Linked DNA regions of Mus musculus: all the other regions are linked to region 3. A link is a contact called in public HiChIP or PLAC-seq and promoter capture Hi-C data. All regions are on one chromosome and are shown on one strand. The core of a region is the stretch at or near the end of the contact, and the rest is flanking DNA. Distances in the headings are between cores, read along the strand shown. Region 1 overlaps Fggy (FGGY carbohydrate kinase domain containing). Region 2 overlaps Fggy (FGGY carbohydrate kinase domain containing). Region 3 holds the start of Mysm1 (myb-like, SWIRM and MPN domains 1). Region 4 holds the start of Hook1 (hook microtubule tethering protein 1). Region 5 overlaps Fggy (FGGY carbohydrate kinase domain containing). Region 6 overlaps Fggy (FGGY carbohydrate kinase domain containing). Region 7 overlaps Fggy (FGGY carbohydrate kinase domain containing).

Region 1 (3,750 bases), core at 1,177-3,676, 820 kb before region 3:
CATATAACTCTGAGGAAGAATCAGCCATTGCCCCTACTGTGTATATATGTAAACTGAAAATGCTAAATAACACGTATCCAACATTATAAAACTACCACAAAGAAATCATCCCAAGACCTCTATAGATGTGGTCCTCAACATTTATAATGCTGCTACCCTTTAATATAGTTCCTCATGTTGTGATGATTCCTAGTCATAAAATTATTTTTGTTACTACTTCACAACGTAAATTTTGCTACTCATATGAACCATAAGGAACACGTTTTTGGAGGCAGAGATTTGCCAAAGGGCTGAAAACCACAGCTCTACAAGTGTTATACCTACGTCTGACACACTAAGATATTGTTCTAACTTTACCATTGTCTCTTTGGATCCTTCATATATATGTGAAAGGTAGAAAATGAGGGCCATCCAAGCCAAAAGAATTACACCAAGTATACAATATTCACTTGCCTTAAAAGCCAGTATGTTAGGATGTGTGTTTGTTTTTTTTTAAATACAAATATATATTTAACACACTCATTACTATTTAGATCAAGCTAGTCGGGAACGTAAGATAGCTCAATCTTATGGCCTGTGAGTGGACTATCATAAATGTCAGGATAGCCCTGCTTTAGACTCCCAAATACTGGCACTGCAGCATGGACCACATGCCTGGGCTAAGTTAGATAATCTTAATTTCCAGAAGAATTTTACTGAAATTACCTTGATATAGTTGTTAATAGAAGAGAGAGCTCAGGTCAGGAAAAAGACTTATCTTGATTATATTCCTTATGCTGCAACAATTTAGACAAATTTTCCTCCTCAACTTTCTGACCCTTGGTCTCCTTGATTTCAAAGTGGAAGGGCTAATATTAATGTCTACAAGAACGGAGGACACTGGTAAATATTAAAGTTTGTTAAAGACATAGCTTATCTTTGTTCAAAACCCAAGTCAATGTTAGTTCTCCTTGAACTGAGGCCTGTAGGGTGGAACAGCAGGGGACAACATGAAAGACCACCACGAAGAGGCTCCTTTTTTAGTCAGTATTGTTAGTAACAATACTGAAAAGGAGATTAGAGCAAAACAGCATATTTTCAAAGGCTAGACTGGAAAGCCTTGTTATTAGGGCATGTGTCCAAAACCAGGATCAAATGAACTCAGAGAACTACAACACAACAGCAAAATCCAGAGGTTATCAGTTGGTATTTACTTAATGATATAGCTAGGTTTGGGGGCGGGGTGTTTATTTATTTATTTTGCTTAGAAGACTGGCAATATCGTCTGGCACAACCTCGGTATAGGCACAAGGGTATTAATCTTAGTATCAGTGTTACCATTGAACTTAGACATTTGACAAATGCTTTGATCATGTGTACTCTATATTAACTTACAAAATGCCAACTAAACCTTTGATTGCATACTACGTTATCACACAACATTTATGAGAGTCGGAAAGAGGCATGACTCTATCGATATAACTAAGCATATAAATTAAATCTAAGCTGAGCAGGTCAAAGAGCTAGAAGAGAAGTCACTTTTGTGTGCTTGTAAGAAACGCCCCACCTATTTCCCTCTCTCAACACCATTCTCCCAGCTATAAGATGACTGGAGCAGAGACACTATTCTCTCTGAGGTTTTCTAAGATTCCAAAGAGTTGACTCACTGCATCCCAGCTGGTCCAGTAGAACACTCCAGTGAGATATTTCAATAGGCTGTGCTCTCACGTGGCCTGGAGTTTATGGGATTGTGTCAGTTTGTCTCTTGGGGTGTCTCCAAGTACCTACTTATTCTGTCACCCAACTAATTTGCTGCTAAGACTATTGGAATTTTTTTTTTCAAAAAAACCTGTTAACTATAGGCTGTATTTAATAGCTACAATCTATAATCTCAGACATTAGCTGGGTAAGACTTCAGATACATACTGAGTTCAGACTACAGTTTAAAACCTGAAAAGATTGGGAGAGATGGGCTTCAAAGTTATGTATATCCAAGTCTCTATCCTCAATAAACTTAAAATCCAGCGGGAGCTGAGGGTTCAGGATGGGCTGAGCATGGGGTATACTTGTGAGTATACATGTTTATCTACCCTCAATTTCCCTGTGTGTATGTCAAATCAAACATACTGAACATAATTACAACCCGAGATGCCCAAGGCACATGTGCAGACTCCTACGACGATCAGAAATAACAGGCTGGGGTCAAAAGTCACATTCCAAGTGTTCCTGCCTCTGGTCATGTCTTCTCAAGCTAGCTGGAAGCAAGGATGCCACAGGCCCAGTTTCATGTAGGGCTAGGCGCCTATGGGCTGGATTCCCTGAATGACAAAGTCCAGATGCTTGCTCACAACTCTTTCGGGGAGAGGTGACTGGCTGAGAGCGGGGAGGTACTGCAGCTCCCTCTGTCCTTTCCCAGCCCTTCACCCTGAGGCTGGTTTGGCCTAAACCCCTGGCAGGACAGGAGGCAGGCTCCAGATGCCAACAGTCCTGGGAGGGAACAGGAGGCTTTGCTTGGACTGTCTGCTTCCAGGTTCGGATGTTTGGAGAGTGGCAGCAGACCTGTGTGGGACTGGGTATTTCCATGGTCATCTCTTCTTCCAAATGGACTAGGATATTGTCTTACCAGAGGGGGGAAAAAACACTTATACATCTATTTCTGCCAACTCCCTGATGACTACTTAAAACACACACACACACACACACACACACACACACACACACACACACACACACACGAGAGAGAGAGAGAGAGAGAGAGAGAGAGAGAGAGAGAGAGAGAGAGAGAGAGAGAGAGAGAGAGAGAGAGAGAATAAGAGCCTGGAGAAATGTTTATGAACAGAGGGAGGCTCTTGGTTTTTTACCTCTTGGTTTGCCTTGCTCGGCTGAACACTATAATGAGCTACCAGTGTGCCTGTCTCTCCCAGGAACCAGTTAAGATAAAAGTAGTTGCTATCTTCAAGGCAGTGAGCATGACAGAGCAATGTGAGCAGGGGCTTGGGAAGTAGACAAACTATTCTAGACAATTCTGCCTAGGCCATTGGCTGACCATGTGATTCTGTGTCTCTCTGAGGCTTAGTTTCCTGACCCATAAATGCGACTAATCATCAACCAGAACAAAGTCCAAGATCTGCATGGCACGGCACAGTGTGGACAAAGACACTGTGATACACTAGGCTCCTAAACAAACTGTGAAGCAGCAGGTGGTTTAATTCTACCCCTTCTTGAGATAGTGGGAAGCTTAGAGTTCTCACATGGCCGCAGGCCCGTTATTAGTCTGTCTCCTTAGGAAACCCTTCCCCCTCCCTGTGATCTCTCCTACACCTTTTATTACCTCCCTCTCCCTGGGCTCATCTACTCCAGCGAGTGCAGGGACAATGTGTGTGTCGTAGAGTGCCACATGTTTACCTCAGACTCAGACCCCACTCCTGAGTCTCTCACTAATGTGACTTGCATATCCAGATGATACATCTAAAAGAGAATCTGCTACCCTTTAGGGCTCTTCTTATTCTTGGTCTTTCTCTAGATTCCAGTCTTAACTTATTCACTTTTCATCTGCCCACAGCAGGTCATCCTGTTCTTCTGTCCACAAGCACAGTCTGTTCCCCATTGCTGCTGCCTTAGTATTATCTCCCATGTCTTGCTTGTACTATTTCATCAGCAAGTAAACTGATTTCCCTTTCTCAGTTATTTTCCTCCTCTCCTCCATCCTCTCTACCCCTACTCAGGCCAAATTCTGTATGTCCAGCAAATGACCTTTCTAAAACAAAAACT
Region 2 (4,191 bases), core at 766-3,265, 920 kb before region 3:
GGAAGCTAAACGATTTAATGGAAACATTGTGGGAAATAGGAAACAAAGCTAACATAGCATATTGACCAGATTCTTGCCAGGAACTTGACATTACTGCAGTAAGCTTGAGAAAGTATTCACTAAAAAATTAGACACTGAGATGGGTAAGAGGACTCAGTGGGTAAAGGCGCTTGCCACCAAGGCTAACAACCTGAGTTCAGTCTCCAGGATCCACATGACTGAAGGAGAGAACTGACTCCTGAAAGTTGTCCTCTGACATTCACATGTGTGCCGTGGCACATGCATATTAAAATAAAGCAAACTGAAATTAAAAATAAACGAGAAAGAGTGGATTATGAAAGGAAATAAGAATTTGTAGACCAGGAACAGTAGGGAACCGTTTGTACCTCTTAGTTTGAAGAAGTGAAGGGAGAGAAAACAGGTTCCCACCACACAGAGATACTTGTCTGCATGAGACTACCTCTGTAGTAGGTGAGGCAGTAAATGGATGCAGCCAACTTATAGTAACCCTGCAGAGGATGCTGGAATAATAATAATAATAATAATAATAATAATAATAATAATAACAACAACAACAACTCTAGCTTTCTGCTTGTGTCTCCTAATGGCCAACCCCAAGTAGACAACAAGAATAAGGGTGCCCGCCCTGCGTGCTGGTGATTGACATGTAGTTACAGAAGTCTGCCTTATGCTTCATGTGCAGTCTCTCATCCTGGTCCAGGGTTAAGAGTGATGGGGAAACAGATGACATTCAGAATGAATGCACACATGAAAGAGGACAGATGAGTGGGAAGAGATGAAACCAAAATGATTCTCAGGAAATCCTTCAGCCCTTTAGAGTCAAGCACGCCAAGACCCAAAGAATGCCATGGTTTTCTTGAGGCAGCAGGCTTAGTCATAACGTCAGGAAGCAGGCCTGACAAGCTTGACAGCACTTTCTACCTACTGCTCCACATACAGTGATTTAGTGGAATGGCAAGGGAAGGGTACCTTAATGCTCATTTAAGCATGTACCTGAAGGTGAAGCACTACCAGAACTTCCTTCGTTCAATGTGTAAACTCCTGAACACTGAGAAGCCAGGACTCAGCAGGCTGTGAAGAAGGTGAAAACAGAGTCATGTTCTACTCCGTACCTCACAGTATGTTTGCTTTAATCTCAAGGCAGTACCTGGGTAGCTAAAATTGTCCCCCTAGTTCTTCTGGTTTGGGCAGGAAGGGTAGAGAGGATATGGCAGACCCTAACCAGAGTCTTCAGGGACCTGTCTTCCTTGTCAAATTGTATTCATTCTAAGAACATGAACTACGAAGCTGAGAATGTGGGCAGAACCCAGGAAGTACTAGTGATAGCTAGGTGAGCATCCCCAGGTGCACTGAGATTCCAAGGACGCACAGGCACTAAGAGATGATGTTGCAGAGCATGTATCTATCCAAGGAGGAAACAGACTGAGGTTGAAGGACATGGGCTGAAGTAACACCGGAAGAGTGACAAAGGCACTGCTTAGGTAGGATCTAGGGACCTAACATCTCTTGATCCATTTAAAATGCCTTTACAGAATTTTCCCAATACCTGGTGCATAGGTAAGAGAATTAAAGGAGACCAAGCATCAAAGCTGCCGGCACATGTGAATGCCGAGCAAAGGCCAATGCTGCTGCTTTCCTGCCCCTCTAGTCCTGCTCCTCTGCTCTAAACATTGCTTTCATGTCCCAAATGTACAACCATTGCTTTCATGTCCCAAACGTACAACTTTTGACATCAGATTCTGGTCACGTAAGATGGTAGTGGCTTTTCTACAGCAAATCACAATTGTTATAAACTCTGTCAATGTTGTTTTGGTTGTACTGTGCCTTGGTTGGGTGTATGTGACCTGAGGTCACCCTTCTGAGAACACCACAGCATTCTGGATTATGACTTCCCCCATCTTTGAATAAACATGGAAAGCTTTCTTTACCTCTTGGTCCAGTGCTTGTTTGCCATCTGGTCCCTGGTTTGGCTACATCTGCATTTACTTAAGGACTTTACTTGAAGGCCAGGTTTACATATGGGAAGAATGGGAGGGCTTTCCTGATTTCTTCCATATGTTCATTTATTCATATATTATGATTTCTGTAATCTCACCAATGTCGAGTCCTTCAGACAATCCTTATACTGTTCCTTGGGGACCAGATTCTTTGTGTGTTCAGCTGGGAGTGTCTCTGGGAACATTTTTTTTTTACATGCCATTACCTCTAGTGTAGCTCAGCATGGCTTCTAGATGAGAACAAAATTAATGTTCTCAAAGAGGTAGGTTTTTTTCCTTACAGAGAGGGTTAATCTACTTTGAAAGATCTGTGGAAAGAAGCAGGAAACCCCAGAGCTGGCTCCCCTCCTCAGTTGTAAATGCTCAGAATTAGGTATGTGTTCGACCCTCCCCATGCCTGCTGTCCTGATCTCTTTGTTCTGGGACTCACAGATCAGTGTTTTAAGTCCTGGGATAGGCTTTCCCCACTTTCAGCTCCTGAACACAGGCTTGTGAAGGGGAGAGGTCCTAGGGGAATCTCATGCTGTGCATTTTGTGATACTGGAACAATACAGGCTGAGTTGTACTTCCTGTTTTTACAAAGCCATTTCAATTCCTTCCCTACAATACCTCCAGATCTGAGCTGAGTGTGGAGGCAAGAACTCTGGGAAGACCTGGTTTGAGACTTGCCTATTCTACTAGCCTAGGCAGGCTTTTTAATTTTTCTAAGCTTTGTCTTCTCTAAAGTAGGAGCAAGGTTTGCCTGGTAAGGATGGAGTGAATATTAATATTGCTGTGCATAAAGCAAGCATCCACAAATGCTCCCTAATGTGGAGTCACTGGGGAAAATGCCATAATGTGAAGGATCCCTTGCTGGAGAGAGCTGACATGCTCACAGATGGCCAGGAGATTGCCCGCTACAAAGGCTGGGACTTGAGTTTTGGCTGTAGATCCTTCTCAGCTGAGGAGAGCTGGGCAGCATCCAGTGGGGCCCAGATGTCAGCCAAAGGAGGAGAATGGCTTAACCCTTACCTCAGTGGTCTGATAAGCGGAAAAGAAACGCTCTGGGGTCCAGGACCTTTGTGCAGAAAGTAATATGTGTGTGTGTGTGTGTGTGTGTGTGTGTGTGTGTGTAAACATCACCCAATTACTTGAAAGGTTCTTTACACTGTCCTGCACATCAGATATTAAAACTCAAAACAACAATGGATTCTTTCAGCAATGAGTTGGGATTTGACTTGATAGACTGGTTAGGCTATTTGCAGCTTGGGAAGAAATATTCAACTTAGTTTATGTACAAAGAACATATTATTAGTCTGCTAAGTTACCAAGAACTCTGTCAGGTAAGTGACAGGGGCAAGATAAGAACTGTTCCTATAACCAGCCTTCTTGTCCACTCTGCTTATCAGTATGAGGAAGAATAGCACAGCAAAGGTGATCCCATAGCTGTCTCCTGAGACCCTTTCTGCCTCCTTAGAAAAGCAACCCACACCAGGTGGAGAGATGGAAATCTCCTAGCCCAAGGGGCTGTTATGGGGCTCTGAGAATCCAGATGAGGAGCGTGGCATTCCTGGAGGTTTCCTACTGTATGTTTCTGCATGCCCACGGTCCTCATGGATATCATGCCTGCACTGAGATTCCAAGGACACACAGGCTCTAACAGATGATGTTGCAGAGCATGTATCTATTCAAGGAGGAAACAGAAAGGTTGAAGGGCATGGGCTGAAGTAACACCGGATGAGTGACAAAGGCACTGCTTAGGGCAGCTAGGGTGAGAGCTGTGTCAGGGAGACAGTGCCCTGAGGTTGACAGGGCTGCACTCTGGGGACCTGACATCTCCCAGGAGCTCCAAGAAGCCACAGCTGCTGCCCTCCGGTGTCTTGGAATGTTAAGCATAGCAGGGAGCATGTGAAGAGGTACAGGCAGGAATGAAGTATTTATTATAATATCCAGACATGAAAGGCATGCTGAAGACTGACCATAGGCTCTGGTGATAGATCAAAAGCAGAGATCAGAAAGAGACAGAAGCCATCAGAGATAATGGACTCCCTCTGAGGTTTCTGGTCTTGGGTTCATGAACTACTTAGGAAGAGCACTGAGGATCTGAACAGTACAGCCGAGGTGACCCCACAGCTGTCTCCTGAGGCCCTTTCCGGCTCCAGAGGAGAGCAAGCGACACCAGGTGGAGTAATGG
Region 3 (4,168 bases), core at 467-2,966:
CTTGAGTTAGAGACTGGTGTTTCTATTTTGCATTTCCCGATTAAATCCAACAGGCACCTTTAAGTGCCTATGCTCTGTCAGGCAAGCTGTTAGCATTGATTACTAGATGAGTCCTCTGACAATGCGCAAACAAATAAACACCATGGTTCCAGGTTGCCCTGAAAAGTAAAACACACTATTCAGTTCCTAAAGCACGGGGCCCTCATTTTACAAAATTCTTCTGCCTCTCCTGCCATCACACTCTCAGGCTGAGGTGTGAAGTAAGCTCGTTTTATTGTTTCGTTCACTTATTATGGGGTCCGCATAGATCCAACATAACTCATACATCAAGTGAATGATGTATTGTATTCAAGCTGCTACTGATCGACCAAGGCCGGAGAACATAGAACAGAGTCCGGAGAGTGACTTTTTAGGGGAATTACATAGCATATTTAAAGGATGAAACCATAAAGTAAGGGAGGGCAAGCAGGGTAGGCTGTAGCTTCGGCCAATCATATTTTGACCATAAAGGGTTGAGCATGCGAATTTCCACCAATCAGAATAGGAGCTGGTTCCTGGGCCTGGGAACAAGAACTTAGTTTGACCCTACAGCAAGCTGGAGAGTGTCCTTGAGATGGCTGGACTCAAACTGCTGTCTCCTTACAACTTTCCCTGAGATGACTGGACGCAGACAATTGTCTCCTTCTAAGTTGTCTCTGAGATGGCTGGGCTCAAATAGCTGTCTCCTTACAACAGAAGCTCCCCCAGGGCCTGGGACCTTGAATTTAGTTTACCCCTATGATTAAATGAAGCCTGAAAACGACATGGTAGTACTTAAAAAAAAAAAAAAGAACAAGTTTATTTTGCGGGGCGTGGTGGCGCATGCCTTTAATCCCAGCACTTGGGAGGCAGAGGCAGGTGGATTTCTGAGTTCAAGGCCAGCCTGGTCAACAGAGTGAGTTCCAGAACAGCCAGGGCTATACAGAGAAACCCTATTTCAAAAAATCAAAACAAAACAACAACAAATCAGGTTTATTTTGCTGGTTCCCAATACACTTACCTGTCCAACACAGCTTCTACTACGTGAGACACTGTGCTGAACGCAGGCAGTGTAAGGACTACCAGACAGGTTTTATCCTTAAAGAAGTCACAGTCTGATCGAGAAGACAATGAGTCATGGATTCTAACTGTATGAGAGACAGATTTGAGGGCAGAAAAATGCAGAAGCAAGACTCTGATTTCTTGGAAAACCGTTAAGTTCTTTGCTTCACAGATTCCCAGCAATGATTTGTATGTATATGGCAAACACTCAGGGCAGAGTTTAAAAGATCAATCTACCAAGCTCTCTGTTTGAACAATCACGTCAGTTTTCTGAGTCTATTTACTTATCCATAAAATAAAATCCGTGAAACCTGCATCCATTCCACTGGGTCATTCTAATAATTCACGGTGGCGGGCGGGGCGGGTAGGCGCGCGCGCGCGTGTGTGTGTGTGCGAAAATGAACCAGAGACAATGGATGCCACAAAGCAGGGTCTCTCGCCTGAATGGAAAAAGATCTGCTGTGAGTTAGCCCACGTAAGACGTGAGAGAAGTGAGATAACCCATGCGGTCCTTGGGGAAGCAGCTTTCACGCAGTCTCCTGGTCTTACTCGCCGGAGTTCCCCGGAAGTGCGCCACGCCAAGGCCCCGCCTCCGGCCCTGGGCCCGCCCCCGGTCCCGCCCCGCCGCATCTCGCGGGATCTCGCGAGTACGCCTGCGTCAGGTGCAGTCATGGAGGCGGAGGAGGCGGATGTGGATGTGGAAGGAGATGTTGCGGCGGCTGCACAGCCGGGGTGAGGCGCGGAGCGGGGTCCTGCGGGCCGGGCTGTGCTAGGCAAGGGTCGGAGGATGCGGTTGGCCGAGGGTCCGTGTGGACGGCGTCGGGACCCGGGGTGCTCCCAGCCGGAAGTCGGCCGGGTCCGGGAGTGGACCCGGTGCCCCAGGTTGCACTGTTTATCTCCACTTTCTGGGCTGCGATGGACAGTGTTTAATTCGGATTCCTACCTGCATTCGCGCTGTCTCAGGCGCCTCACAGCATCTTGAACACTGGCGTCTAATTTAGTCCTGCGCCCGCTAGCGACCTGGTCCAGTCGTTTGATTCCTCCTTCTCAGAGCAAGTTGTTGAAAACTTGGGGGAAAGGCAGCTTACCCTAAAGGATCCAGATTTTAGAGTTGGACAAGTCATGTTTGCCTTTTGCTTTTGCTCTTCCTGTTTACTGTCACTCTGACCGTGATCAAGGCATTTGAGGCATTTCCAAGCAAGGCTCCGCTTGCTTGGAAACCAAGAATCACTTGTCGATCTTACTGTTGTAAGCATCGAATGAAATAATTCTGAGAGATGTTTTAGCATATGGAGAATGCTCGGCAGATGTTTTCTTTGCTGTGTTAGGATAATGTAGTGAAGACCCAGTTAGGGGTGTCATGCCAGTGCCTGCAAGGACGGGCAGTGTGATTTTAAACTGAACCTGATTTGACACGTGCCTTTAGGAGGACGCGGTATCCCTCCTTTTAAGTAATGGGGGCCAGATAGGACCTCCTGTAGAAGCCAGGTACATTACTTGTAACTTGTCAGCGACTTCGTTAGAATTCTGCTGAAGTACATACTATTACTAGTACTGCTCCATTTTCAGCCCATATAGTTCATTTGACAGGAGGGCTGCTCCACTGTAGACTGCCAGTCCTCCTCTATAAGGCACCAGAATAAGAAGCATTTTAAAATAGCCAGTGAGTTCTTAAAATGTGATGAAAATGAGGGGTAGTTAACTTCACATAAATATTTTCTCAAAAGTTCAAAAGTTACGTGGATAGCCTGAGATAGCAATAACTCTACACCAGTGTGATATATCAGACTTGAGCAAGTGCTTGTGATGTTTGAGAATCGGTGACCTCAGTGGGCGAGGGCAGTTTGGAGTTCATAAAGGAATTCACCTGGTGTTCAGTGACCGTCACCTGAAAGCATTGGCTCTGTGCCTCTCTCAAGGGTTCGTTTTAACTTTCCTGGTTGTGTTTAGTTTTTCATCCCTTTTTCTTGTACCATTTTCTTGACACTTGAGACTACTGGTGGCATGTTGTAATGTTAACCTCGTATGTTAGGTCTCAAAGGAGAGACAAATGATTACCTGAGGTGCTGTATTACAGTGGAACTGGCCTCCAGGTTCTTAAAGCATCCTTCAGTCTTGCCTGTTGCAGGGTATGGCTGGCATACCCTGCCTCCTACCCTATTTTCTTTAGCCCTGAAGTTAGTCTGCCCTTCCCCCAGCTGCCCTTCTCTATATAATTCAGCCATTTTGGCTATCTGGCCCTTTTGGTCTGTCCTTTACTCTATTGGCCTGTCTCTTGGCCCAGGCAGCCTCTCTCTGTTGCAGCTTCTCTCTGCATTCTCTTTACATGGCCCAGTTCAGGGTCATATTCTCTCTGGATGTTCCCCACCATTGCATATGCTCTCCCTTTTATCTACAATGAACTTTCTTCTCCGCCATACTTAGGAGCAGTCATGTCCTGTCTTTTCTTTCCTTCCCTTCCCTTCCCTTTCCCCTTTTCCCCTCTTCCCCTTTTTCTTTTCCCTTCCCTTCTCCTCCACTCCCCTTCCTCTTCCTCTCCTCCTTCCCTCCATCCCTCTCTCTCCTTTCTTCCTTTCTTTCTTTCTTTCTTTCTTTCTTTCTTTCTTTCTTTCTTTCTTTCTTTCTTTCTTTCTATGCAGCATGCAAGCAGGATTAGGAGGGTCCTCATGTCAGCCACTGCTTCTGGAGCATCACTGACATTATGTGGAATGGTGCCCTGTAATGCTGGAGTTTGAATCATGTTGAGTTTAGTGTGCCGAGTGCCCCTTGAGGTATTTTGTGTTACAGGGGACAGTAGCATTTAAGGAACTCTTGAAGATTAGTTTGAAACATACCAGTTTTAAGCATTTACTGAAAGCTAGATACGAAAACCAAGCATTGCAATTTGGTTTTCTTTCAACTATTATTTCTTCTCATCTTCCTTTTCTGAATGTTTTTGAACCCTCCTTGAGGAAATGTGTTTTGCCATAAGAGTTGTGCTCAGTGGCCATTCCTAGTGATATCTCCAAGCCTGGCATCTCTCCTGACTTAATTTCTGTCAAGTTGATGTTTTGCTACCCTGCCATTCTAATGTACAAACCTAACTCTC
Region 4 (4,095 bases), core at 1,029-3,528, 990 kb before region 3:
AGGTGAAGAACTCTGGGAGGAGGAACCAAGAAGAGGGGCAACATTTGGAATGTAAATAGATAAACTAATTTATTTTTTTTTAAAAGTAAAGGAATTAAAATATAATGGGCTGAGCAGTGAAAGGAAAAAGTATAAAGGTGTGGGGGTTGTAACTTTACTGGGAAAGAGGAAGCATTACAGCATGGAATAACTAGAGTGGTGCCTTAGTTATTTTTAAAATAGTAAAAGGTTAAATGAAAGCATATGAAGGAAATGGCTAATTGAATCACGCTGTAAACAGCAGTGCCTGCTGTCACAAGAATGTACTCCCAGCCGCTTGGGAGGTGTAAGAAGTCTCACACGTCTACCAGCCATATTGAATTCAGGCTAAGATTTCTGGAAATCTTAGACTGTGTCTTGACTTAAGTAAAAAGGAGGTTGAGGACACAGCTCCATCAGAAGAGCACATGCAGAGATCCCTTGTTTAGTTGGGGGTCAGGGTTAGACAGATTCAACAGCAAAAAGAAAATAAATGGCAGAACAATGCTCTAAAAGAGTTAGAAGGAACAGAGTTTAAAGGAAGACCCAAAGCTGAGGAGGTGGTATTGTGCCTGAAAGTCAAAATTCGGTTCCAAGAAGAGCCAAGCAGGGCATCAATGAAGCGTCCTAAAAAGAATCAGAACCACCATGTCCTTCCCCATCACCAAGCTGGACAGTGTCAGGGAGAACAGTGCATCTACCGCCATGATTAGAAGCAATAACTGATTTTCAGCCATTCAATTTTCTCCAGTGTACAACAGCCTGGGAGATCACTGCAGGAGCCAATTAGCAAGAGCTAACCAACCACCCTCTCACCCTCTATTGTCTATGAATCCTTATCTGGTTCATTCTCTCTCTCTCTGTGTGTCTCTCCCTCTCTCTCTCTGTTTCTCTCTCTCTCTTTCTCTCTCTCTCTCTAGATCTTGGGGAACTTTGCCTTTCATTGTAATGATACACAACTCTGCTAGTTAAACTAATTCCTGTGAGGCCAGCACAAAGTAGGAAGTCAAAATACTGCTTTAAGAAAGGATATGGTCATAGCACTTGGAAATATTGCAGTATAGTTTAAGAAACTCTTGAACTCCATGTGACCTCATAGGGAAGTCAGTGACATCATAAAGAACCCAGTTTACCATCTCAGTCAGATGATCAGAGCACAAAATTGCAGACCTGAATACACCCTATGATTAGACATTTGTTTTTAAACAAATGGGATCATTAAAGTAATACTGCCTTCTTTCCTAACAATCTTAAATACAATATCTAAACCTAAATAGTAATTTAAATAAACATGCAGGTCTACAGTGAGCTAAACGCTTTAACCCTGAGATCCTAACTACATTCTACTTAAAACATGTTATCAAAGTCTAAAGTGCAAAAGTGACTACAAATTTCAAACACTCATAGAGATCTTCCCTATTTGTCCTTTGGATTTGCTAGTATTAGAAGATGGCCAGTCAATCTCTTGGAGGATGTAATCCTCCTGATCCAGTCTACTTACATTCCAATCAGACTCTCTTCACAATTATACAACTGAGTTGAGCCATCAGCGCTATCAACACCCAACTGTAGGGCATCAAACACTATCCTAGCACAATAAAGGCCTAGAAATCACACCTGGACGGCAGTTCTGTCATATCTAGGAAATTCCAACAGGTTAGAAACCATTTGGCTCACCGGAATACTGGGAAAAAATGAGGACTGAGGCAATCTGCGCTAAAAAAATCCTGCACATGGATCAAGCGTAAACAAAAAAAGCCAATTCTTTTTTACTTTAAAAAAAGAAAGGTATTAAGATGGGAAGGGGAGGAAGAGGGGGAAAAAATGAAAAAGAGCTCCCACATCAAAGGTAATTTGGCCATCTCTCTCAGCTGTGTCTACACCGCCATGGGTGCTGTGTGGGCCCAAAAGGACAGCAATCTGGGAACCGAGGCTGCCAGCGCCTCCTGGTCACCTGTGCGAGGCGGAGCTCTCAGAGGCTGGGACGGAAGGGTTGCGGAGGAGGTGTACGTGGCAGCCGGAGGCTCCGTGCTCCGCTCGCCCCGCAGGTGGCCTCGCTGGCAAGCGTGGAACTACACTCACCCAGATGATGAGGCTGTCACACAGCGGCAGCTCGGACTGTGGCAGCGGCTGCGGGTCCTCCATGGTCCGAGAACCTCGACGCCGCGCTCACAGCGACGGACGCGCCTCCGACCGGGCCCGCGTCAACGACCTCCGCGCCCGCCACTGGAGCTCGGCGGCCAGGCCTGGCGCCCGCGCCACTCACGCGCGAAGCCTCACGGCGCAGACGTCGCGGCGCGACCGCCCCCTCGCCCACCGCGTCTGTCCCGCGTCCCGGCACCTGAGCCGGCCCCGCCCGCCGATCGCACACCGCACGCTGAGTGACCTCTGCGAGCACCAGTCACAAAGAAGCTGGGCACCAGCGAGGCCGGCAGGGCGGGAGGAGCGGGAATAGGTCGCACAGGAGGGCTGCTGATTGGACGCGCTCCAGAGACTCTTGGCCAATCAAGGAGGGGTAAGCCCGGACCGCCAGGCGAAGCGGGTGTGGGTGGGCGGAGGTTTATGACCTGGCAGGTGCAATGAGGGCGGGGCTGGGGGTAGGAAGGAGAGCGCGCCTGCGCGAGCTAGAGTGGCCAAAGGTAGTGGAGGGCTCAGAGGCCAACCTTCCATTTCTCCTGGTTAGCACTAGTACAGACCCACTCTCAGCCTCCAGCCTCTTCTCATTCCCCACCACAGTGCTCAGGAATTGAAACCCCCAAAGCAAGAGGAACCACGTGACCAAGAAACGTGTTTCCTAAGGAAAAAACAGACCTCCATGCTGCCTAAGTCAAAGAAGCCCTCACAGAATCACAGGTTGTGGCTGATTTCATTTTAAATGGGGCAAAGGGGAAGGCCGTTTTTAGATAGCAAAATTAAATAGTGTTCAAAAAGCATAGGCTGTATCTGTGTACCCTACCTGCTCGTTTCTATGTTAAAAAATAATAATAATGATGTGTCCACTGAGGATGTTGGTGGCATGGTCCATAAAATCTGGAAAGTGGCAATCCAACATGATAAATTGTGTCATTATTGGAAGGGGCTACAATATTATTCTAACTCTTGGTTCTCACCACTTCACTCATTCATTAATCCATCAATTCATACTCTGTATTAAGAGGCAGCTGGTTCGCTTAACTCTCTGTGATTTTTATATTTAAACGTTGAGCAAAACTGTTGGACAATAAATTATAAACCCCCTGTTATAAATCAGTTTCATTTTAAAAATACAGTGAGGGCATTTTCGACGCAACCTCACAATTTTGCTAAAGTGTATTCTAGACACAATAAATACTAATGAAACTTCATGAAAACTATAGGCCTAAAGAATTGAAGAGTCGGTATTGTGACTCTCTCCCAACCCCCGCCCTCCCCCCCCCCCACCACCACCCGCGTTGCTCTCAATGTTACGGGTAGAGACCACAGCCTCTACATTTCTAAAGATATCTCTGGCTAAAATATAAGCACATATTATGAAAATAATGTAAGTTGGGAATTGTAAACTTTGCAATGTGAATTACTATAACCACACACTCTTTAAAGCACGTTTATCACTGAGACCCACAGATAAGTGACCTACTAAAATTTCAATTCTTTCCAATTTGAAAAGTTAGAAAATCACATTACTGAAAAACAGCAAAAAAAAAAAAAAAAAGACTAATTCTGACAAGTGTGAAATGAATATAAATCTAAAGCAAAAATTCAAGGGAAGTTTGGCATATTTATTGGGAAAATTTAAAGATACATTTTTATTTTTATTCCTGTGTGTCTGCAACATGTGTGCAGGTTCCCTTGAAGGCCAGAAGAGGGCATCAAATCCTTTGGAGCTGGACTTACAGGCAGTTTTGTGTAGCCTACTTTAGGGACTAGGAACAGAACTCTGGTCCTTTGTAAGAATAGCAGTCCCCTTAACTTTGAGCCATCTCTCCAACTCCAAAGAACTTTACATTAACCATATTATCTAAACCCATAATTCCATTTTTGGAATAATTCTATACTTCCATTTGTGAAATCATCACAAATTCAGTCACAGAAATTACT
Region 5 (3,963 bases), core at 721-3,220, 870 kb before region 3:
CCTTCTACCTGTCCCTTGACACAGCTCAACATCTGGACTTTGATCCCAAGAGTAGCATACCTGTTTCCTGTTTTTGCAGCATTAAGCTGCGACATACAGATGGCATGACTTTCCTTGGGTGGAGCCAGACTGGAGGCTTCCTGAAGGACAGTTCATTAGGATACTCTTCAACCTTTATTCTTGAGTCCCTCATTTAAAAAGGGAATACTGAGAAGATATGGAAGGGTAGGAAAGGGTCAGAGAAGAGGGGCAAAGCCCTTGACGCTGAAACTCTGCATGGAGGAAAGAGCAGGGGGCATGAGAAAAGAATTGCCCCTATGTGCCAGCGCACGTGATAGCAATGGAACCTGGACTCAGCCCCTCTCTCTAACACTACTCTTGTAAAGTTCACCCATTCTCTTTTTCCTTTAGCTGACTAAATCCTCTCAGATTTCTGGTATGTAGAAGTTAGCAGTAACTTCTAGTAAAACCATTATTATGGCTCCCTTTGATCCACTGGTATTGGAAAAGGAAGGTATAAGCTCTACCCAAGCCTGATGTCACTCATGGCCACAGGAAATCGGGACAGGTTCTCTTCAAGCACATATAAGCTCTTTCTCTAATTTTCCAACCATGTCTTCTTCAACCCATGATCTTAGCCCTTCCTTTATCTGAAGGAGATGACCCTGGCAGTGTTTTCGGAGTCAGCCTATCTAGGTAAGATCCATCAACCATGACAGCTGAGGGAACTGGGTATCTGGCAGGAAGCACTCATCTTTCTTAGGCCCTGTGAGGACCAAGCTAGAATCTTGGAAGTTCTAAGAAAAGTCTGTGTTGAAGTTTAGGCTGAAAAGTATGAATCACAGACAGGATCATCTTGTGGAGTCTAAGCTAGTCTCAGGCTTGGTGAGCTCCATTTGCTTCTTTTTGGAGGAAATAAGAAGAATGCCAAGTGCATGTATTTATATTTCCAAAGCAGCTCCAGATGCAATCACACTAATGCCACTGCCTCCAGACTGGACCTTTTAGAGACAATTCATCACTACAGTCAGCCCATCCAATGACAATTAGTTGCACATATTATTTCGTATTGAGTAATTGATTAGTTTTTGTTTTGTGTATAGATTGAATGCATAGGTTTATGCATAGGCACCACCCCTGTTCAGGTACTCCCAGAAGCCAGAGAGGGCAGTAGACTCCCTGGTACCGGAGTTACAGATGATAACTCCACAGATGAACCACCTAATGTACTGGAAATTGGATGCAGGTCCTCTGGAAGAGCTGTGAAGTGCTTTAAGCACCAAGCCACATGCCCAGCTCCATTCTTAAACTGGAAATGGGCTTCTGCCACTGGAAGTTTCTAATGGTCTGTGTTTGTAAGTTTTCTGGGTCTCTCTTACAGGCCATGAAAGGGTATTATATGCATTAGGAGAGCTATACTAAAGAACTTAGCACAGGGTCTGCCACACTAGGCAGTCACAGCAAATTGAATTCTAATTATTGGGGTACTGTTAGAACACCTGGTTTGTCACTTAACACTGGGGCATGCGGGCAAGTGGTTGAAGTGCCTGGTTCTCAGCTGGTAGCTGGGGGTCTGACTTTCTTCCAGCTCTATACTGGCTGTTTCATGAGCTTGGCCAAGAGCTAGTACTCTGCTTCCAGGATTGGCTCAGCAACCAAGGATGTGTTCTACAGTGTCTAATATCTGCTCTACAAACCTCATCAGCCCAAGAGGACTACCAAAGCTCCAAGCATCAGATCTCACAAAAAAAAAAAAAAAAAAAAAAAAAAAAAGAAAAGAAAAGAAAAGAAAAAAGAAAAGAAAAGAAAAGAAAAGAAAAGAAAAGAAAAGAAAAGAAAGAGAAAAGATACAAGAGGAGAGGAAGATTGCCTAACTTCCCCATTTCTAAAATGGGGATACGAGAGCTGTGGTGGGGACTATATACGCTCAACCGAGCCATAGGAGAATTTACAAGCCAGCTACTGGCCACTGTTAGAGTTAGGGAAGTACAAGTGCAGAGGAGATGGTTGAGTCCTCAGAGTTTGCGTGTAGGGAGGCCAGCATTTGAGACCAAAAGGTCTAACTGCAGAGCCTGACTGTCATCATAGTCTACCTTATACTCATTTTTTAAAAGGATTTTTGTTGTTGTTATCATTTTAATGCTGGGAGCCTTTAACAACCTCTAGCATGTACAACATCTTTTGTTATTTCACATCAGGAAAAGCTTGTCTCTTACCAGAAACTAGGATGCTTCCTCTTTTTGAAAATAAGAATTATGCAATTTATCATGCTTTTTTTTTTTTTTTTTTTTTTTTTTTTGTCTTGGCTGCCAGGAAGCTCAGAGCAAAATCGTGTACTCAAATCACCACCACCAAATTGTTTCCGGCTTCCTAAACTTTGTTCCTTCTTTTTATTTTTAATTCTTTTTTTTTTTCCCCTCACCAACACTTTCTTTTGTGTTTCTTGTTGGCCCAGGCTTCAAAGGTATTTGGAAAGTGATGCAGATGAAATAAACAAATAAAACACTGAAGCCCATGTGGAAAACCAATATTTTGAGCATCAACTCTTTCACTTGATCAAAGGAAAATGGCCAAGCAGAAACTGAAGCTAAATAATGTAGGAGCTCCTATAAAGAGAGAGAAGCAGAACAATTCACATGAACAGAGGTGAAACCAAAGGGAGGCCACAGTGACTACGTCAGAGGCGGCGAGTGCCTGTGATTCTCTGGCTGCAACCTATCATTCCCTAATTATATCCTGTATGTGTTTTGCAAGCTGTGAGCTGCTGTCAAGAGGACAGACAGCCTCAGACAGGGCAGGGACCACAGCCACCCATGGATCCTAACATACCTGCACAGAAGTGAAGTCCCCTGAGGCACAGGCACCCAGAATAGCAGCTCCCACGAGGACAGACTCCACCTCTTGTGACAGGACCACAGGCATGCCTGCACAGGACAAAGTCATACCTTGGTTAACAGTAGAACCAGGGCTGTGAGGAGCCAGCAAACACCTCTGGAGGCAAACCCGCTGATGTCAAAGCAGCAGTACTTTATACCTCCCCGAAGTCCCCAGTCCTTGGGATTTGGGTTTTGGGAGATTTCTCTGCCTTGTGATGGCCAGTGTACCAGCCACAAGCCTCAAGGTGGCCAATACCATACCTATCAACTTGTAAGGCTTTGGCACCCAGGTTCCTGGTTTACCTCTAACTTTATCACATGTTTTGCTGGGCCCAGTAAAGGCTGAAATGAAAGGCTGTTCCCTGCTAATCCAGTCTCAGATGGGCTGATGGATACAGGCCATGGAAGGGCTGGTTCTCTGACTCATCTCCAGTACAAGCCATAATCCTTAGATAGTCTGGTAAGACCCTTACCATCTGGCTTCTCTTTTTCCTAGCCACCACATGAACCTACTTTCCTTGTGATTTCTTGAGTTGGTTTCAGAGCTCTTCCAGATGTCCATGTAACTGGCTCTTCACCACAGTACAAATGCAACCCTAGCTTTCCTTGGTCACTGTGTTTAGAACGATGAGACAACTTCATTGCTCCTTCTGTGCTCCTATATCCCCCACCCCCTTTTCTACCATGTGGTTTCCTTACTTAGTCCTGCACCTTGCCCTGCAACTGACATTACATGAGGCTAGGGGCTCCATTCTGTCTACCACCATGTCTCTGACACTTAGAGCAGGGTCCAAGCCATCAATTAACTGGTGAGAGAATGAGTCTCTGAGCCAGCGGTTGACAGTAACATGGGACTGAAACAGTCATGTGACTGAAATGTCATGCGAAGGTAAGTAGGTATCCACCAGGCGCAAAGAATCCGCCTACATGACAAGTGCCAAGGTTGAAGATCCATGTGGATTTCACAGGCAGTTCTGGTTCCTTACGTGATTTACACCTCTGCTTCTTCACTCAGTTCACAGTGTGATCCTAAGTTAGGATCTCCACCCCTCTGTACCTCAGTTTCCTGATCTGAAGGATGGGGATA
Region 6 (4,029 bases), core at 1,163-3,662, 790 kb before region 3:
TCAGCATTCACTCAGTGCTAGAACATTCCTATTTCTAGGTTCATGTGAGATGGAGAAATCTTTCTACCTCCCAGCTTCCACCAAAGCTCTGTGGAGAATACTCCTTCCCATTGGACCAGCTAACTGGAGAGCTAGCTGCCATGACCTGACAGCTCCTGAAAGGGGCACTGGAGCAGGGGCAGGGATTAGCTCCCTCTGACCCTATGACTTTTTGGCCTCCAGCTAACCTCTGCTGTGTGTGATCCTGCATTTTGAAGAGTTGGTAGTGATTAACTCTGAGCAAGCAGCTCTGCCTTCATGAAGTTACAAAAGAACAACGTTCCCTCCTTGTTAATTAAATCACGCACACAGGGAAGAGAAATGTGCAGCCCACACTTGTGTCTTCTAAAATATCAAAGGCCGGATTAGAATGTCTTGTGTTCTGCCTCAGGCCTATTTTCCCCATTCCTAGAGGTAACAGGGACCAGGAGATGAGGGTCTTCTGAGAACTTACCAATACTCACTTACTTGGTCATTCATTTATTCATTTGTTATTTTGAGCTGAATCCGAAAGAGGCAACCTTACCAGCACAAAATATACCAGGGAATTCTTCATCAATTAAACACTGAGCTGGAGACATCAGAAATGGCAGATGGGAAAAAGGTGAACCCTTCAGGTCACATTTAAAACCACTTCTTGACAAACCCAGAGCCCTCATGGTACCTGTGCTCTCTCACTGCTGGTGAATTTTCCCTGACAGTTGGTGGTTTTATTTGCCAGACCCACAACAAAGGGGTCCTTGAGCTTCCCTGGGAGTGCTTCCTCAGTCCTGATCCTTTCCTAGACCTCACAAACGTGTTATTGTTGCCCGCTTGCTGTGTTCCCAGCACCTGAGGGAGATCAAAGGTACTGGAGACCACAGTCTAACCCTCCTGACATAGCATTAAAGCTGATGATTAATCCCTTTAGCCTACAGGCCTCTTCACACTAGCAAGTACAAAACGGGGTGGAGGTGGGGACTATACTTTCAGTCCAACAAAAGACAATAAACTGACATTTTATGACTGCCATTCACTGTATCCAACTGCAGCTGCCCATCAAGTTTGTTAAAGCTCCAACAGTTGTCTCATGTGCACTATTTATGTCACGGGGACATTTTTATAAGTATCATTACTATTTTTGAGTGTCTGTGAAACTGCACATCACGGTCAGATAAAATGCATGTTACCCACAAACTCTCTGGTACAGGCAGTCTTGCCTCTTATATAATGGATGAAGAATCTGAGGCTTAGAGAGATTGAGGGGTTCACTCAGATCATGGGACTGAACCGATACTAGGAGATTTTACAACCTGCATCTGGAAATCAAAATGCCTACAATCTCTCTGTTCTGGGATGGGCATGGGATAAGAACACATGATATCGAGTAGCACTAAAAAGTTGGATCTCTGAAACCACAACCAAGAGAGTGTTTTTGGGTCTTTGTTCCAGAAAGTACCATTTTTGTGACCTTGAGGGAAGCACTTGAGCTTTCTGCCTCCTTTTTCTAATTTGTAAAACCAGGATACAGTAGACAAAGCTCTCGTGCCACCCGGTGAAGAGACAGTGGCACTGAGGGAAGCTATAAGGAGGCAACTCCCATCCGTGGGGGCGGCTTCTGTGTGCAAGTCTGAATTAGAGGGCAAAAGTGTCAAGACTCTGATTCGGGAAGCTAGATAAGATGTGTCCCACTGAAGATAGCAGAGATTTTAATAATTTCAGTGAGGACACACTGGCAGCTTAGACCCATGTCAAGAGAAAAGAGAACTGGCTACTGTTCCACACTTCTGGTTTAAGAAGGCCTAGCTTCTTTAGGTTTGTCCTTCTAGCACAGGGCTGTAGAAAGTGAGTGGGTGAGACTTCTAAAACCAGTTAAGGATACTAAAATATATAATATATAATATATATATCAATAATATAATATGGACATATAATACACACACAGACACATACAAAACATGCTCACATAAACACACGAACAAACATAAACACGTACTGTGGCTTCCAGTTTTATGGGTATTTTAATGGGATTCCTGTGTATGTGAACAAGTGTGTCTCTGTTTCTATATCTGTTTCTTGTGTCTTTTCTTAGGCTCTTTTCTTTCTGTCCGTTTGTAATATCCTATTCAGTGAGTTTGGTTTTAATCTTATTTTATCTCTATCACTTAGAAGCCGGTTTGTTTTCTAGTAAGAAACAGGAAGGGGTTGAATCCAGCTGGGAGGAGAGGTGAGGAACATCTAGGAGGAGGAGAGGGAGGGGAAGTGTATTTAGGATATATTATATAAGAAAAAAGTCTATTTCCAACAAAAAGGGAACAAAAAGATACGATAGTGCCTAGAGTTCAGAGAAGCTTGAAATAAAATGTAGTTCCTTAAAGTTCAGCCCAAGTGTCACATCGGGAAAGTTTCTGCCACCAAGAGTTCCCTTCTGAGTCAGCCACTCTTCCTTCTCTGCTCCATAAAAACAAGACTGGCAGTCACAGGCTGGCCTCGAACAGATGCTCTCTGAGAGAAGCACTCTCTCAGTGCTCACGCTAGGAGACAGCGGATAGAAAACTCTATATTCTGCAGAAAGCTGGGACCCTGTGTGGGACTGGGAACCATCTCTACACAGAGACTAAGGGTGAGACTAAGTGCCTAGCATAGATCAGATGTGTAGCACAGCGATCTCAAACTTAATCTGCTTTCAAGGACCCATAAGCCCATCTCAGCTATGGGGAAGTCTTTGCTATCCTTTTGTTCTGAGAATTTAATAGCCAGGACAAAAGAGAAAGTTTCAGAGAATATTATTGAATCAAAACAGCTGCCTGTGAAGAAAAGTGCAGTTATTTAAGAGCTGCGCTCCCTCACTGCTGAGATTCTGCCCTGTGTCCTGCATTCTCTGCTCATCTCCTCCTCCACTTTCTCCTTGGTTTTACTCATCTGGGAAAAATCCAAGGAGTCGTCCATCTCACTTTAACAGAGTAATGACTTTTAAATAAAAATATGGTAGAAATGGGTACTTATCGAAATGGAATGCTTTCAGACTCATGCATTTAAAAAAGATATAAATTTTAGGGCAGGCACTAAATTTTACTGCAATCTTGGAGAAAGCCTTTCCACTCATTCATGGAGAAAAATTAGCACAGTGAAAATTGCTTATCAGTGTTCTTTTGAAGTCATGATATGCAGCCCGATTCTATAGATCATCAGGACACTCCCAGGGAGATGGATTTATATGGATGGAGAGAGAGAGCTCAGTGGCCAATGAAAATAGACACCTGTGCGCAGGGAGACCTAGCCACCCTTTGAGGAGAGATGTCTGGAGGGCTTTGTCAGCTCTGCAGCCCAGGTGAACTCACTGAGCACCCTTCCATTTTCTTCAACAAGTTGGCCACTGGAAAGAGGCTTGGCAAGATCGGTCAGGCCGGTGCTAGGGAAGGGGGAGACAGAAAGAATGGAGAGGCGAAGGAGCCAGTAGTTTCCAGGATTGGGCTCTGGGCTGCCTCCACTGTTTGTGGTGGCCTTGCCTTTCAACGTGGTGCACTTACCCCCATGTGACAAGATGATGTTCCACAGATGACAGCCAGCCTTGACGTCACTGGCTGTCCCTCACAGGTAAGCCCGTGACCTCTCACATCTGCCCCAATCACTCCTGTGGGAAAGTAAAACCAAACAGAATGTTCTTAAGAAAAGAGATTTTGTGTGTGTGTGTAAGAAAGCTAAAAGCAAGCCAAAAATAAAAAAAAAATACTTTTTATTAAAGAAAGGGGAACATACATAAGTGTGTAAGAATCCCATATTTGGTCTCAAGTTAAAAAATATAAAATAACAAACAAACGACTATAACAAAAATTTACTTGCTAGCCAAGGGCAAACTAGGAAGTATATTCTGTTTTTGCCTTACTCTAGTCCATATATGTCATCTAACCTTGTCAGAATAAGACCAACTCTAACTATACACATACAAATGGCAGCCATGAAACGGGCTACGGCCATTAAATACCGTTGTCTATTCTTTGTATTACAGGG
Region 7 (3,802 bases), core at 580-3,079, 840 kb before region 3:
TGATTTTAAGAAACAGATGAAATAAATCACCAGTAACCATGGCGCCTGACAGCCTGACATGCCGAGTGTTGAGGTTGGGTCTGACAAATGGCATTTAGGGTAGGTCACCAGTCTGTCACTTCAGAGCCTTGATCATTTTACCACACGGCCTGGCTTTGTTTGGGGTAAAACCACCCTTGAGCATCTTTAAATGTATTTGGCTTCTGCTGTTTGTCCCTCTTATTAAGATAGTCATATATATATATATATATTTGTACTTGTATAAGTTGTTTTCCTTCCTACCCAACAGTTTGCATTTGTTGATTATCAGAAAGCAAAAACTATAGCTGTGTCTACTTTTGAGAGGTCTCCCCTGCCTCCGTGTTTGAATTCAGAGGCCCAGCTCAGCTTATTTCATAGGCATGCTTCACAGGTTCCAGACAAACACACTGTTGACTTGTCCAGTTTCCTTAGTGTTTCATGATTTTGCTTTATGAAGAGAAGTTGATTATGTGGTCAACTCTGTAATAAAAATGAGGTTTTGAACTTTGTGGAAGCATCATAAAACTATTTTAAACAATCTTAATGAATTTAACCACAAACCTTAAATTCCTGAAGCCAGTAGGCCTTCTCACAGTTAATGTTGCTCCTGCATGTTAGTGGCATTTGCTCAGAGACTACCTTCTCACTTCCCATTTTCACTTTCCTTACACTCCCCTTCCTAGACTTGGCATTTAGGAATTCTTATGTGGTCCATTAGAACTGAAAGTTCTCTTCCTCTCTAGATTTAACTTGTTTCATTCACCTCCAAGCCTAGCTCTCAGTGTTCTCAATAGCCAGCCTCCTCACAGCTACAGATCCTGTCTGGCTTGGAGGTACTACAGCCTCATCCAGGTGTGAGCTTGCCACCAATTTCCTCCTGAACTCTACAGGAGGGCTCATGATCTCTGGGCTGAATGTAGCCTTAAAGATTCTTAATAGCAAAGAGTATACATGGAAGGATCCAAGGTTCCAGATACATATGTAAAAGAGATTGGCCTTACCTGACATCAATGGGAGGGGACGGAGGCTTGATAGCCAATCATAGGGGGACGATAGTGGGGTTAGATGGGAGTGGGTGAATGGGTGGAGGAACACCCTCACAGAGGCAAAGGGGAGGGAGGAGAGAGATGGGATGGGGAAGTTTGTGGAGAGGTAACTGGGAAGGGGAATTTCATTTGAAATGTAAATGAAGAAAATGATTAATAAAAATAAATAAAAAACAAAAATAAAAAAGAGCAGACTTGATCCCCCAATATTAGTTATTAATTATATTTTTAGCTGAAGTTAAATCTGAAATTCTGAAATTTTGCTATGGGCTCAGAACAGCCATGGCTCTCAGGCTTGCTTCAGGAAGTGGGACCATGGGTGGTAATATTTACCACTGAGGTAGTGGGTAGCCTGGAGACAGAGATGGAAAACATGACTACAAATCAGTGTAAATGTAAAAATGACATAGGCAGGACTTTCAGCCACACCAGGGCAGTAAGACACAGCAGTAGTTGAGTACAGAAATACTATCTCAAAGGCGCTCTGAGCTGGCTTGGAAACAACAACAATGGCTAACAGATCTTTCTGGAGAGCAGGAGCAACCTGACCAAGGCAACTGACAAAAGCCAGCTCTTCTTGGCCACCTTTTCTCAGTTGTTCCCTCTTTTCCTGTCTCCTCACTTTGTGTCTTCCAAACTTTGCAACCCCTTGGCTGGCCTTCACCTCCGTGCATGGACTGGCTTTTACTTACCATGCCCTTCAGAGTCAGATCTGCTAAGGGAGACCGGTTGCCATGGAAATCTGGCCAAACATGTAAATCAACAGTGAGGAAACCCACAGGCTGAGCCTTCTTAATCAGATCCAGGTGACTATTCAAATATGCATATATACTCTGGCATCTGGAAAAGAAGTGGATTTTGATTTTAAAAGGGGATAGGGTTGAAAAGCAAATTATTCTGCAGAAAGAAACCATTTGCACTTCGATATCAGACCCAGGAAAGCAAAGAGGGCTCTCAAAAGCTTGAGCAAAGCAGCTGCTCTTATATGAAACTAGCCCCTGAACTCTCACAACACACTGTCATGCCAGGGCAGCACTTCCCATGGAAAGGCTTGGAGTCAGGAGACCTGGTCAGACAATGGCTTCACTCCTGGTAGGTGTGTACACATGAGCCAGTTATTCCAAGCTCTCGAACTGTCCTCTTCTCATCTGTAGAAACATCCTACAATCTCTGTCCAACTTACCTCATATGGTTATTATGAAGATCAAAGACCATGTATGCAAACATACAGCATTCTGTAAACTGCAGTACAATATGGTGCATATGCAAAGGATTTATTTAAATCTGTCTTCCTAATTGTAAAAATGATGAAATGACAAATAGAGATAAATATACGCTCCTGGATCCAATGAGTGAGCGTCATACACACAGTAAGGATCAAGAATTAGACATGGGATTCAGAACCATGACTTTGAAAGGCTATCGTGTAGGTTTTCCCATTTTAAGTTTTAGTTGATTGAGGTGTAAAATGGTGGAATTGGAATGACCCCCTTAATCAATGACATTTCTCAGGTCAAAAGATGACAAACTTGGGAGTGAAAACAGTGCAAGTTTCAGATACTGTTTTCTATCCTGGCTACAGTTAGCCTCTCTGAATGTCTATTTCCTGTTCATTATGTAGTATAATAATACTTACTTCATAATGTAGTATCATAATACTTCACTGGGTTAAGTTTTACTGTGGGACACAGTTCACTAGCTAGGGAATCTGGGGAAAATGAACCTTCCAAAGCTCTGAACCAAAGATCCCAAAGATGGACCAGAAAACCTCAGAGAGACAAAGCATGGGCAATGCCCACAGGAGGTTAGCAGCTAGAATACTTCTGCCAATATTTGTGATTTGCATTCTTAAAATGCTTTAGAAGAAGTGACTTCAAGTTCATATTTTGCAATGCCAGGAGTGTCCCCATGGATACCATGATGTTTCTGTAGGTTTCTGAAAAAAAAAATCATAAAAATAGTTTCAAACTCTCTTTTCCTCTCTATCAGTGAAAACTGTGTGTGTGTGTGTGTGTGTGTGTGTGTGTGTGTGTGTGTGTGTGTGTGTGTGTGTGTTTCTGTTCTGGAAATGAAACTTAGAGTTTTGAGAATGCCATCCAAATGCTTAACCACTGAACTATAAACACAGGTCCAGTGAAATTTCTTTTAGTAAGTAAAAAATGTATATGAAATTCTAATGCAAAACGTGGAGAAAACCAAAACACATGAGTGTACAAATTGATGAATGTCTGTTTGCAACATCAGCAAAGCCAGGGGAGCATTACCCAGTTAACTCTGCTGCAGTCCCTATTGGCAGCTGTAGACTATGCTTTTAGTTCTAGTGGAGGGGATACAATATTAATGGGGATAAAGCTCAGTCATGATTTGGTAGCTCCTGCCACTCCTGGAGCATGCACCAAGCTTTCACTGCGGTCCAGAGGAGATGCATTACTAAGATCCTTTACAGAAGGGATACTATAGGGGAAAGTCCATATGATTCCCCCACACACATTGTTGAATATTCGATTTCAGTTCAGTTTTAGGAAAGGGCTCTCTGAGGCATCCACAGAAGGGTAGGATAGGACATATACATATGATCACATTCTGGCATTCTATTTCCCAGCTCTCCCTGCTGTGGCCCAACAGGAACCATATTTATAACAGAAACTCAAGAACAACCTTTCTCATCAGAAGCCAAGAGTCTGCACTATTTCTAATCACTCTCTCCTTAGGAAGGGCATCAGTGCTCCCAGAGT

The links. Promoter capture Hi-C pulls out the DNA fragments that hold promoters and counts their contacts. HiChIP or PLAC-seq counts read pairs in DNA pulled down with a chosen protein or histone mark.
Region 1: a contact with region 3 is called in a promoter capture Hi-C map of liver, with 7 times the contacts expected there. The contact joins the enhancer-like site here to the promoter of Mysm1 in region 3. A contact is called at or near these places in 8 of 39 promoter capture datasets (cranial neural crest, frontonasal cranial neural crest, hippocampal neurons and 5 more), 1 of 484 Hi-C or Micro-C datasets (bone marrow-derived macrophages), 10 of 115 datasets of contacts at active chromatin or transcription factors (the SCID.adh cell line, acute myeloid leukemia, bone marrow-derived macrophages and 7 more) and 4 of 9 other capture datasets (adipose tissue, embryonic stem cells, liver and 1 more).
Region 2: a contact with region 3 is called in an H3K4me3 HiChIP or PLAC-seq map of embryonic limb bud, with 9 times the contacts expected there. The contact joins the enhancer-like site here to the promoter of Mysm1 in region 3. A contact is called at or near these places in 15 of 39 promoter capture datasets (3T3-L1-derived adipocytes, the C10 cell line, the HPC-7 cell line and 12 more), 1 of 15 datasets of contacts at CTCF or cohesin (the NIH/3T3 cell line), 2 of 484 Hi-C or Micro-C datasets (bone marrow-derived macrophages and muscle stem cells), 29 of 115 datasets of contacts at active chromatin or transcription factors (the 230-238 cell line, the SCID.adh cell line, SST interneurons and 24 more) and 1 of 9 other capture datasets (pancreatic islet).
Region 4: a contact with region 3 is called in an H3K27ac HiChIP or PLAC-seq map of regulatory T cell precursor, with 16 times the contacts expected there. The contact joins the promoter of Hook1 here to the promoter of Mysm1 in region 3. A contact is called at or near these places in 8 of 39 promoter capture datasets (the HPC-7 cell line, cranial neural crest, embryonic stem cells and 4 more), 15 of 484 Hi-C or Micro-C datasets (B cells, CD4 T cells, CD8 T cells and 9 more), 34 of 115 datasets of contacts at active chromatin or transcription factors (the 230-238 cell line, SST interneurons, T-cell acute lymphoblastic leukemia and 24 more) and 3 of 9 other capture datasets (adipose tissue, liver and macrophages).
Region 5: a contact with region 3 is called in an H3K4me3 HiChIP or PLAC-seq map of bone marrow-derived macrophages, with 12 times the contacts expected there. The contact joins the enhancer-like site here to the promoter of Mysm1 in region 3. A contact is called at or near these places in 13 of 39 promoter capture datasets (the 3T3-L1 cell line, the C10 cell line, the HPC-7 cell line and 10 more), 1 of 15 datasets of contacts at CTCF or cohesin (the NIH/3T3 cell line), 1 of 484 Hi-C or Micro-C datasets (bone marrow-derived macrophages), 22 of 115 datasets of contacts at active chromatin or transcription factors (the SCID.adh cell line, T-cell acute lymphoblastic leukemia, bone marrow-derived macrophages and 17 more) and 4 of 9 other capture datasets (adipose tissue, embryonic stem cells, liver and 1 more).
Region 6: a contact with region 3 is called in an H3K4me3 HiChIP or PLAC-seq map of bone marrow-derived macrophages, with 8 times the contacts expected there. The contact joins the enhancer-like site here to the promoter of Mysm1 in region 3. A contact is called at or near these places in 5 of 39 promoter capture datasets (the C10 cell line, cranial neural crest, embryonic stem cells and 2 more), 1 of 484 Hi-C or Micro-C datasets (bone marrow-derived macrophages), 9 of 115 datasets of contacts at active chromatin or transcription factors (the SCID.adh cell line, bone marrow-derived macrophages, cardiomyocytes and 6 more) and 3 of 9 other capture datasets (adipose tissue, liver and pancreatic islet).
Region 7: a contact with region 3 is called in an H3K4me3 HiChIP or PLAC-seq map of embryonic limb bud, with 4 times the contacts expected there. The contact joins the enhancer-like site here to the promoter of Mysm1 in region 3. A contact is called at or near these places in 7 of 39 promoter capture datasets (the 3T3-L1 cell line, the C10 cell line, cranial neural crest and 3 more), 1 of 15 datasets of contacts at CTCF or cohesin (the NIH/3T3 cell line), 1 of 484 Hi-C or Micro-C datasets (bone marrow-derived macrophages), 6 of 115 datasets of contacts at active chromatin or transcription factors (acute myeloid leukemia, astrocytes, bone marrow-derived macrophages and 3 more) and 3 of 9 other capture datasets (adipose tissue, embryonic stem cells and macrophages).

Annotation. Positions count from the first base shown.
Region 1 is chr4:95,793,412-95,797,161 of GRCm38.p6, reverse strand. The region is part of intron 8 of Fggy (FGGY carbohydrate kinase domain containing); the gene reads right to left. Among named protein-coding and RNA genes, the nearest start is that of Hook1, 170 kb to the left of the region's middle. Within about 2 kb of position 2,426, at least 68 of the 459 cell types and tissues checked have an H3K27ac peak or open chromatin away from gene starts, as enhancers often do. A contact at or near this core is called in extraembryonic endoderm stem cells, liver, second pharyngeal arch cranial neural crest and 1 more, where this site is marked.
Region 2 is chr4:95,898,880-95,903,070 of GRCm38.p6, reverse strand. The region is part of intron 14 of Fggy (FGGY carbohydrate kinase domain containing); the gene reads right to left. Among named protein-coding and RNA genes, the nearest start is that of Hook1, 66 kb to the left of the region's middle. Within about 2 kb of position 2,015, at least 24 of the 459 cell types and tissues checked have an H3K27ac peak or open chromatin away from gene starts, as enhancers often do. A contact at or near this core is called in the SCID.adh cell line, craniofacial prominence, embryonic limb bud and 1 more, where this site is marked.
Region 3 is chr4:94,976,648-94,980,815 of GRCm38.p6, reverse strand. Mysm1 (myb-like, SWIRM and MPN domains 1) reads left to right here and starts at 1,716. Exons shown (of 20, transcript NM_177239.3): 1 at 1,716-1,812. The coding sequence starts at 1,751. It overlaps Gm12694 (a long non-coding RNA gene), which reads right to left and starts at 1,695. Exons shown (of 3, transcript XR_867913.3): 1 at 1,040-1,695; 2 at 1-158.
Region 4 is chr4:95,965,562-95,969,656 of GRCm38.p6, reverse strand. Hook1 (hook microtubule tethering protein 1) reads right to left here and starts at 2,278. Exons shown (of 22, transcript NM_030014.2): 1 at 2,101-2,278. The coding sequence starts at 2,163. 9530080O11Rik (RIKEN cDNA 9530080O11 gene) reads left to right here and starts at 2,002. Exons shown (of 2, transcript NR_045776.1): 1 at 2,002-2,533.
Region 5 is chr4:95,848,543-95,852,505 of GRCm38.p6, reverse strand. It overlaps Fggy (FGGY carbohydrate kinase domain containing), which reads right to left. Exons shown (of 16, transcript NM_001113412.1): 14 at 2,830-2,924. Among named protein-coding and RNA genes, the nearest start is that of Hook1, 120 kb to the left of the region's middle. Within about 2 kb of position 1,970, at least 89 of the 459 cell types and tissues checked have an H3K27ac peak or open chromatin away from gene starts, as enhancers often do. A contact at or near this core is called in the HPC-7 cell line, adipose tissue, bone marrow-derived macrophages and 6 more, where this site is marked.
Region 6 is chr4:95,769,049-95,773,077 of GRCm38.p6, reverse strand. It overlaps Fggy (FGGY carbohydrate kinase domain containing), which reads right to left. Exons shown (of 16, transcript NM_001113412.1): 8 at 3,549-3,652. Among named protein-coding and RNA genes, the nearest start is that of Hook1, 200 kb to the left of the region's middle. Within about 2 kb of position 2,412, at least 13 of the 459 cell types and tissues checked have an H3K27ac peak or open chromatin away from gene starts, as enhancers often do. A contact at or near this core is called in adipose tissue and bone marrow-derived macrophages, where this site is marked.
Region 7 is chr4:95,820,083-95,823,884 of GRCm38.p6, reverse strand. Fggy (FGGY carbohydrate kinase domain containing) reads right to left here. Exons shown (of 16, transcript NM_001113412.1): 11 at 1,760-1,907. Among named protein-coding and RNA genes, the nearest start is that of Hook1, 150 kb to the left of the region's middle. Within about 2 kb of position 1,829, at least 43 of the 459 cell types and tissues checked have an H3K27ac peak or open chromatin away from gene starts, as enhancers often do. A contact at or near this core is called in adipose tissue and embryonic limb bud, where this site is marked.